Linked DNA regions of Sus scrofa: region 1 is linked to region 2. Evidence: chromatin contacts called from public Hi-C data. All regions are on one chromosome and are shown on one strand. The core of a region is the stretch at or near the end of the contact, and the rest is flanking DNA. Distances in the headings are between cores, read along the strand shown. Region 1 overlaps STK4 (serine/threonine-protein kinase 4). Region 2 holds the start of PABPC1L (polyadenylate-binding protein 1-like).

The links. Hi-C and Micro-C count contacts between places; a contact is called where the count stands out from the background.
Region 1: a contact with region 2 is called in a Hi-C map of liver, with 4 times the contacts expected there. The contact joins the enhancer-like site here to the promoter of PABPC1L in region 2. A contact is called at or near these places in 4 of 47 Hi-C or Micro-C datasets (blood and liver).

The regions. Positions count from the first base shown.
Region 1 is chr17:47,412,919-47,417,875 of Sscrofa11.1, forward strand. STK4 (serine/threonine-protein kinase 4) reads left to right here. Exons shown (of 11, transcript XM_021077860.1): 8 at 1,713-1,841; 9 at 2,605-2,791. Among named protein-coding and RNA genes, the nearest start is that of STK4, 28 kb to the left of the region's middle. Within about 2 kb of position 3,278, at least 18 of the 83 cell types and tissues checked have an H3K27ac peak or open chromatin away from gene starts, as enhancers often do. A contact at or near this core is called in liver, where this site is marked.
Region 2 is chr17:47,318,010-47,322,965 of Sscrofa11.1, forward strand. It overlaps PABPC1L (polyadenylate-binding protein 1-like), which reads left to right and starts at 3,250. Exons shown (of 15, transcript XM_005672962.3): 1 at 3,250-3,563. The coding sequence starts at 3,371.

The DNA of each region.
Region 1 (4,957 bases), core at 2,028-4,527, 95 kb after region 2:
TTATGACGTTGAGTGAGGAACCGCACCTCTCTGTCTATACAGTAGAGGTAAAGTACCTGTTCCATATGTTAGGATTAAGTGATATCATATGTGTAACTTCGAATAGTTCTTTACACATATCGGAGATACAGTATATTACGGATTTGATGAATATCTGCTGTTGTGTCAGGCCATGCCCAATAATGGTTTTCAGTCACATCAGACCCAGTGCCCCCTTTTTACAACCAATACATTTTATTTAAACATTCCTTACCTTTCCGGCATGAAACTCATAGATGATAAAATCTACTTATACCCATAATTTAAAAAGAATCAGTGTAATGCCTGTGATGTGATGGAGAAATATAAGGATAATAATTTATAATAAAATATGTGTCCATATAGAAATGCTCCAGCTTTTCAACTTATAGACATAATAAAGTAATTAGACACCTGTACCTAGCATCACAAATGAGTTTAGATTGAAGAGCAGAGAGAACAGAAAGCATTTCCTTCAAGAAACCCAGGAAAATGAGTGGAGGGGACACTAACATAATTGTAATGTCAAGTAATAGCAGAGCAGACTCATTTATATATAAGGTAGAGAAATGATCTTAAAGACTTTCTCAGTAGAGAGAACAAGGAAATTTGATATTCTTGCAAATGAGCTGCGTCTTATTTCTGAGAGTAGTGATGAATTCTTTTCCTACCTGGCTGGGGTGCTAATGCAGTTTTATGGAAAAGATATCTCCTGTATTTCTATCCCACCACATGGTGAGGCTATTGTACATATCTAGAGTACTTGCAAAGACCTTGGAAATCATATTCTCTGGTGGGTGGTGATTGCAAAGAGGAACACTGGGGACAAATGTCAGAATAAGTGTGGAAAACAGCAGGCAACCCCCCCCCCAAATTTCCAGACATAACTTTCATAGCATAGATTTCTTATCATTTGTGTCACAAAAGGCAGTAATACAAACGTAAGATGGTATTAATATTAAAAACTTTAAGCCATTTCTATAAATGAAAGTCAGCAGTATTCACAAGCATCTTTGCAGATTGAATAATATTGGACCTACATCTGTTACATATTTGTTACCAGTTTTAGTATTTCTGTAGGAACTGCATTTCGGCACTAAAATCCTTTTTACCTAAATCCGTAGTTGGAAATTCTATAGTACATTGACTAGAAAGAATAAACAGGATGAGTAAACTATTCAGCGATTTCTAAACAATGTCTCTATTCCATTGAAGCCCCCCCTCCAAAACCACCCCAAAATTTTTCAGTATTATTTATCAAAGTGTATATATGTTCTCTGACACATTTGAAAGATGTACAGAATGTGTTACAGTTCAATGCTGTATAAGATTGTTCCACACTTCACAGGATCGCTTGTGTCCCTGCCCCCTGTCCCACTTCCATGTAGTTTGTGTTCTCCAAACAAGCTCCCAGCATGTTTACAGAACTTCCTCTAGGGGGCGATAGTAGCCTGCTGAGAATCCCTAGAGTTTGCACAGAGAAATGGAGGAAACATTCTAGCCAAGCCAAAAAAGATGGGTAAAGCATGAATGCATCTGTTCAGTTATAAAGCGAGTATGAGTTAGCTGATGTCCAAACCATAAAGAGAAACAGATTCACTGGCCGATTGAACAGAAATCATCAAGTACCTGCTGTGTGCCAGGCAGTGTTTGGCACTCTACCATATAAACCATCTTCCACTTTCTTATTGAAGCACCCATTTGTCAAGAGTGCCAAAGGAGTGTCCATACTGCGGGACTTAATTAACGAAGCCATGGACGTGAAGCTGAAACGCCAGGAAGCCCAGCAGCGGGAGGTGGACCAGGACGATGAAGAAAACTCAGTGAGTGGCAGGCAGTGTGGTGGGCCTCGGGCATTCATGCTTGTTATTTCATGACTACCGGCCAGGCGAGATGAGTTGGGGATGTAGGATCCACCTGGAGCTGGAGACTCTTTTCAAGTGACTCTGTCCAGTCCGGGACCAGGGCTTGCTGGAGGCTTGCTGGATCTGTGCTTGTTCTTCTCACAGCGCTTCCTGAGGCACTTCCACATTTTATTCTTTTGCCTTCATATCTTTTCTTCAGTTTAACTTTTTATTCAGGAGAGAGAATGCTCAGGGCTGAGTCTGAGTTTTCCTTACCCATTTGGAGAATCTGGGAGCCATACTGAATAGGTAGATTTTTACACTTAGAGACTCCCCCACACCCTTGAGATCCCAAGAGTATGCACTCAGCTCCTTGGGTCAATGTTACAACATGTTACTAAGAAGGAGAGGGAAGGGGAGAGGGAGAGGGCCCTTTAGGGTTGGATGTGCAGCTCTCATGTGGATAAATTATGATCTTCTTTGGTTAAGAGTACTCTCAATGGAGTCTAACTCGTGAAAATTGTGAATCCATGTATTGTACACTTGTAACACATAGAGTGTCGTACATCAACCATAGTTCAGTGTGAAAAAAAAAAAAAAGAGTGCTCTCGGTTCTTCGTGGTGGGTTTAGAATCTAAGTGTCACATCAGAAATATTTGCACCAGGATGAATAAGAGTAATTCAGAAACCCTGTAAGATTTTGATCAAATTAGCCCTCATCTGAGATTTCATCCTCTTCCAGGAGGAGGATGAAATGGATTCTGGCACGATGGTCCGAGCCGCCGGGGACGAGATGGGCACCGTCCGCGTGGCCAGCACCATGAGTGACGGAGCCAATACCATGATCGAGCACGACGACACGTTGCCGTCCCAGCTGGGCACCATGGTGATCAATGCGGAGGAGGAGGAAGAGGAAGGCACTATGAAAAGTAAGGCTCTGACTAACTAGACCAACTTGGCAGGCAGGCCGCGCACGATCCAGGGAAAGCAGGTTCTGTGGTCCACACGGACTCAGTCCTGAAGCTCCTTTCTGTTGCCACAACCAAAGGAGTGAGAGAGCATTGGAAGGTTGGGGCGCAGCGGAGGGTCTGGGAGGGAGGAAGCTGGCACGTGGAGTCAGAGGTCGGCAGGCGACAGGAAGGGATCGACTTTCCGACCTGCATGACCATTCTCTTAGCATTTTTTTCTTTCTTTTCCGTGATCTGTGGAGGCGAGCATGTAGGTTTTGATGCGTAATTCAAAGTGTTAGGAAATTCTGAATGACTTATCAAACATACTCTTTTCAGTCTGTTTTCGTCAAACTGTTTGTCTGACCCAGGTTGAGCAATTCTCAGTCAGTCTCTTAAGGGTGAATGTGACAACTGAAGAGTCCCTTCCAGGCTCTTCTAATTTAAACCCATCTCTGCTGCTGTTCTTCCTCTTCCGATCCTTTTTATTTGGCCTGTGACCGAGGCCTGACGCCTGTGCTCAGTTCCTCGTGGGGGGCCGTCCTCTCCTCTCCCGTCGGTTTCCTTTCCCTTTACTCTGTGCGTGACAGACCGAGTCACAGAGGAAAGGAACTGGGAGTACCCAGTGGTCATACTAATTGAATTGAGTTCTCAGTGTACCGTTTAGCCTGAATTTTGCACAGGTTTAAAATATTAAGTCTCTGTGATCGTTCCATCATCTTTTTTTTTTTTTTTTTCTTTTCTTTTTTGAAAGTTAAAGCTTCCTCTTCTAAACCAAGGGCTTGATTGGCAAACAATGGTCCACAAGCCAAACCTGGCCTGCCACCTGGTTTTAGCAGTGAAGTGTTATTGGAACACAGCCATGCCCATTCATTTGCGTACTGTCTATACTGCTTTTGTGCTGCAGAGGCAGAGTGAAGCCGTTGTGACTGAGACCATGTGGCCCCCAAAGCCTGAAATGTCTGTTCTCTGGTCCTTTACCGACAGAAACGTTCTCTGACTACGGCTTTAGACCCTCTGCTCTGTGATTGGTTAATTCATTCAGTAAATTTCTCTTCAGTGTCCACTGTATCCACAGGTACTTTGCTGGATGCTGCAGCAGCCCTCACCCTGAAGGAGGTCGTTGTCTAGAGTGGGGGACAGACCATTAATTATACCTCGGTGTCTGAAACTGAGCTTTAAAACAGAGGTAATCGGAGGGTGTTGGCCAAGCAGAGTGGAAGAATATTTAACTCAGGCTGGGGATTACTGACAAATTCCTGGAGGAAGAGGGCAGGAAGGTTGGCTGTGAGTGGGGTGGGCGGAGATGTTCCAGCAGAGGTTGCCGTGTCCTCAAAGCCCCAGAGGCAAGTCCAGGGGAATGGTGGCTGGGTTGTTGCCGTGGAACAGACCATTCTAGGGCTGGGGTTCTCAGGCAGCCCCCTCTAATTTTCGCCTTCCAGGTCTGTGCGGTTTTAACCAACCTTTTGTTTTTGAAGGAAAGAGCTTTTCTTGTTTTCTTTTTTCTGTTTCGGGGCCAAGGCTCAGCCTTTGTTTGGCTTTGGGTCAGAATTACACAAATGGTGAAAGAGTAGTAATACTGCTGATGGGTGTGTGAGTTGGTCTAACTTTTGTGGAATGTAGTGCATATCAAGTATTTACAAAGTTCAAAGCTTTAACCAGCAAAGTCCACTTACGTATAAATTATTTATTATACCCGATAGGCATTGTAACTGTGAACAATAACTAGTAATGATTAGGTATTTAATGTCTGCCAGGCATGATGCTTAATCCTTTATCAGCATTTCATAGATTTTAATCCTTATGACCATGCTGGGTAGTTTTCCATAGCCACCCCCTCGTTTACTGCTGCAGAAACTGAATCGCAGAGAGATTAAGTAACTTGCTGTGGTTACACAGTGAGCAGTAGAAGAGCCAGGACCTGAAGCCAGATACATTGGACTTCAGAGCTCATGCTTGTAACCATTCGATCGTCCCGATCCTCAGTGGAGCCCCTTCACGAAGCTGTTGAGGGACAGGACTGAGGCTCATGTTACAGGGTGTCTGTTTGCAAGCCTCAGCCTGCAGTGGTGGTTTGAATAACCAGCCTCTCTGCACGTTTCCCTGGGATTTCTAGATGCAAAGCACATCGTTTTCAGATTTTCAAAG
Region 2 (4,956 bases), core at 2,000-4,499:
GATTATGGGGTTTTGTAATTTAGCAGAACTCTTACTGGTAGAAAAAAAAAAAATAGACCTGAATTATGTGTAACTTTTTGGAAAGTTTAATCCAATATCAAAATAGTCACTGAAATACAGTTCCATTGTAAAGTTGTACAGAAAGTTATAGAGATTATATTGTGACACTGGGACTTGGAGTGAGACACCTTGGTTGGCATTCGAGTTTCATCGTAATTCACAGTAATTCTGCCCGTTCTGTTCAGGGCTTGTAGACCCTTGACTGGTTGGGGCTGTTGCCACTCCAAAGTTGCTGACTGCAGATGGCCACAGCGCCTTCCTCCAAGGAAACTCGAAGCCAGAAATTAACATTCTTTGTGGCAGATAACTGGGTTATGACACCATGAAAAGGTCCAGTGCTCATAGACCACTCGTGACTCAAACCCCTTTCCTACAGCAGCGTGTTACTGACTGGCAACTTGCGCCTCAGTGGTGGCATCTGTTTTCCTTGAAACCACAAGCGAGAGAAGAAAAAAAGCCGTGTATCTTAGGAATGGCCTTATCTGGTTCTTGGGTGAACCCTTTTAAGAATCATGTTCTGCAGAGATTGCCTTTCACTTGAGGAGTAAGTACTCAGTCTGGGTTCTTCCTAGCTCGGGGCCTTTTAGTTTGAAAATCTTAACATTCTTCCCCACTGTCCTTTTTTGACTGTTGACTTTGGTTTTCTCTTCCCTCTCTAAATTTCTGTCCTCCCTTCTGCTTCCTTACATTGTTTTTTTCCTTCTGATTTCTCTCTCGGCCCTTTGTTTCTAGTTTAATACTATATGGGCAGGGACAGGGGCCCTGGAGGGGGTGAGAGGCGTTGGTGAGCGCTTGAGTGAGCCAGCCTTGCTTCAGAGAGTCGAAAAGAGCTTCCCACGTCACAGTTCTGTCTTCCTCCAGTTCTCTGCACAGTGGTTGCTCTCCAGTCGTACCAAGATCTGAATCAAAAAAGTATTTTAAAATATCCATGCTTTCTCTTTATTGCAACCAGCCCTGATAATGCTTGTTAGCACCTGTCACCAGCTCTCCCAAGTGTGCCCATCCAGTCAAGTTCACAGACATGTTTCAGCAAGACCCTGTGCTGCAGGGAAGTTGCATGAACACTGCAATGGGGAGAGTCAAGAATAGCCAGGCCTACCAGTCTCACAGTATCCCCCCTTCTCCCTCGAACATTCCACATAGCCGTAGTGTCCATCTGTTTGTCCATCTGCTGAAATGAGAAAAGAAACATTCATGCACTGATTTCAAACAAACCGAAAGAAAAAAGAAAAAAAAAAAGAAACCCTCTCTCCTTTCTAGCTGAACAAAAATGTGCAGTTCATACTTGGCGCTTGAAAATGCAGTAGTGACTGTGGAACGAGCCTGTCTGTATATCTGGTAGCTCTCTCTTGCTTTGTTTTTCCTTACCAGTATTCTGCCTCACGTTTGCTTCTGTGATGGTTATATTGCCTAGCAAGCACACCCGTGGTTGTGAAAATAGTATAGCAAAAAAGAAAAAAACCCCGGTTATTGATGTACTAGATTTGTGTATGTCTTTTAAACATTTCTAGGTTCCACCTTCTACAGAATAATCAGGAAACGTGTAAAAACTCAAAAGTGAAATAAAAAATTTTATCAGTTGGCCTGTGCATTGATGTGTGGCGCCACCCATGTCACCACCAGAACTAGCTGACTACTCTGATCACAATTGGGGCCTTGCTCTTAAAAGGAGGCAGCAACTTAATTTCATCTTTTAGAACCAGAAGTCAGCGTGTTGTGAAGAGGGGGAAATTGCCATGAATTAACACAGAGCTGGAGTTCCTGCCGTGGCGCAGTGGTTAACAAATCCGACTAGGAACCATGAGGTTGTGGGTTCGATCCCTGGCCTTGCTCAGTGGGTTAAGGATCCAGCGTTGCTGTGAGCTGTGGTGTAGGTTGCAGATGTGGCTCGGATCCCGAGTTGTGGCTCTGGCGTAGGTCAGTGGCTACAGCTCCAATTGGACCCCTAACCTGGGAACCTCCATATGCCGCGGGAGTGGCCCTAGAAAAGGCAAAAAGACAAAAAAAAACCACGGAGCCTCTCTGCGTTGCACAACAATCCATCCAGGTGTTGGGTCCACTTTTGTGGCTTCTGAGATTGGGTGTGGACTGTGGTTTTGCATCCTATTCATAGATGACGCCCCCACTCCTTTTTAAATCCTGAGATGTAACCAAGCCAGGGAGAAATGGTTGCATAAGTCTTGGTCGACTCCAAGGTTAGGCCCATCTCCGTCCTCCCTCCTAGCACTGTTTAAGGTAGCCTGCAGCACTGACTTTCTTCCTGGGGCTTGTCCCCCACGCCCCAGTCTAAAAGCATCCATTAAAAAAAAAAAAAAATCAAGATAGTTTTTTTTTTTTTTTTTAAGCCCAGGATTAGAACTGGTTGATGCTTTCTTGCTAGTGTAAGCTGGGCAACCAGACGAGCTCCTGCCCTTGGTTCCCAGGCTGCTTGTTCCATCTGTCACACCCAACCAAAGGTCTCTGGGAATCTGTTTTATTGAAGCAGGAAATGAGAAGCCAGGTGAAATGTCAGTTTTCAAAACTGGCCCTACATCACAGGTTGGGGCTGCAAACTCTGACACTTGGTGCTTTTTGGGGGGCCAGCACTCTGACCTTGTCCTGTTGGGTTCCAAGAATCGCGGTGAACCTTCCTGGTGGCCTGCGGGTGGGATGGATTCGTGCGCAGAGCCTCTCCCAATGGCCTTGCTGGGGTCAAGGAAGGTTTTAGTTGGAAATGCTCACATGGAGCCTTCAGTCCCAAGTCACCCAGCCAGGTCCTGAAGGCTGGGACTGGATCCGTGCTGTCCGGACGAGAAAGCCTCCTTTCGGGAGGGTAGGCAGTAGGAACACAAGCCTTGAAGTCGGGCGTCCCGCTCGGAATTCGCCCGTTACTGTGTGAAACATGCGCGGGGCACACAGTCCCTCGTGTAGAGGGAATCCTCCCAGTTTCACAGAGAAGGTTCAGGACAAAGGCATCTTGGGGATTAGAACCCAGGGCTCCTGCCGCCCGGTCCCCGCCCTCTCCGCGCTGCTGGCGCAGGCTCGGAGCTCCCCCGGCTTCCCCGCAACTCTACCCGGGGCCAGGTGAGGGCTGTCCTCGCCTCTCGTCACGGAGGCAGAGATGCCCCCACCTGGGGCTTCTCGAAGGCTGAGGGGTCGCAGGTGTGCGGCGGGGCCGCGCGCGTCCGCGATTGGTGAGCCGGGCGGCGGGGGCCGTAAAAGCCGGGGGCCGACGCGGGTGGGAAGAGCCCTGCCGCCCCGCGCGTCCCCGCTGCCGAGGCTCCCGCCGGGGTGAGCGCACGCGGGCGCCGAGCGCGGGGCCGCGCCCACCATGAACGCCAGCGGCCCGGGCTACCCGCTCGCCTCGCTCTACGTGGGCGACCTGCACCCCGACGTGACGGAGGCCATGCTCTATGAGAAGTTCTCGCCCGCCGGCCCCATCCTGTCCATCCGCGTGTGCCGCGACGTGGCCACCCGCCGCTCGCTGGGCTATGCCTACATCAACTTCCAGCAGCCCGCCGACGGTGAGCGGGGGGTGGGGGGTGGGGAGACGGACAGACCCATCGACCGACAGACAGCTAGAGAGCATCCCGGCCCCCCGTGCCCTTTCATCTCTGGCTGCTCTTGCATCTTCCGTTTTGCAGCCTGGGGTCGAGAGATACAGGTGGTTAGAAAGGGCCCTGAGACGAGAACTGGCAATTAGTGTGCGCCTACTGTGTGTTTTGCTGGTGCTCCGTTTTTACGGAGGAGAGGTGTTACGGCTCAGGGAAAACGGCCAAGGGCTTTGGGGTCAGCCAGACCTGGGATGAGAAAGCCGGCAGCTGTGCGGCTTTGAGCAAATAAACCATTCTGAGCTTGGGGAGGGGGGCTGTCTGCAAAAGGGGGGTGGTAGCTGCCTTATAGAGGGGTCGGGAGGATGGGCAATTCAAAGCACCTGGTGAGGAAGGTGCCGGAGGAGACCCAGGTGATGACTGGGGAAGCCAGAAGAGCTTTCCCGGCAGCGTGACCCGAGGTCGGCCCCAGCCGCCCCTATTTTCCGGAACCACGAGGAGCTGCCTCCGCTCCAGGCTGCACAGCCGGTTCTTCAGAGCTGATAGGACTGGTGGAAGCCGCCAGCCGTCTGTCCTCACTTCTGTTGAGAGTGAAGAGCTTGCGCGCCGGGTTTCGCTCGAGCTCTGCCGCTAGGGCGCGAGCTTGAGCAAAATTTCACCCTTGGCAGCCTTTACCTGCAAAAATGCGGCTGACTTCTTCCCCCGGGGCATGGAAAACAGGAGGACTGTGTCTAGGCAGTATCTCCAGCACTACCTCATGTGGTGCATTGTGAGCGTTCAGTAAGTGCTAACCTAAGAAATAGAGTAACTATCACGTTCAGCTGTAAGATTCCAGAAACTAAGCATAAAAGGCCTTGCCCCAGCCAAGTCCAAAAGAGGGCACCTTGACTCTGAGTCTTCTGGGAGGGGGAGGAGGTTCCCTGAGCTGGGAGTTTGCTGGGGTGGTTCTGTGGGTTTCCCAGCAGGTGGCTGAGCTGGGTTCCAGGGAGCCCTCTGCTCTGCTCTGCTTTACCTGCCCCACTGCCTCTTCCCACCTTCCTCCCAGCCTGTACCACCTGACCTTTTTTTGCCAGACTTTGTAGATGGGGAAACTGAGTTCCAGACAGGAGAAGGGTTTTGCTCCTGGGTGTTGATGGCAGGGCTAGATGGAACACCCAGACTTGCAGAAACTTGTCCACTGAGTATTCCACAGTTTGCCAACACGCCTCTGAAACCAGACAGTGTACCACCTGGGGCGGGGGGGTGGGGGTGGCCGGCGAGGACAGGCTGTAGCAGTGGCAGGAGGATGGGCAGAGGCTGCAGTTTTTAGACACACTACCATTTGCCAGACACCTATTTTGCGCCAGGCACAAAGGACAAGACGCCT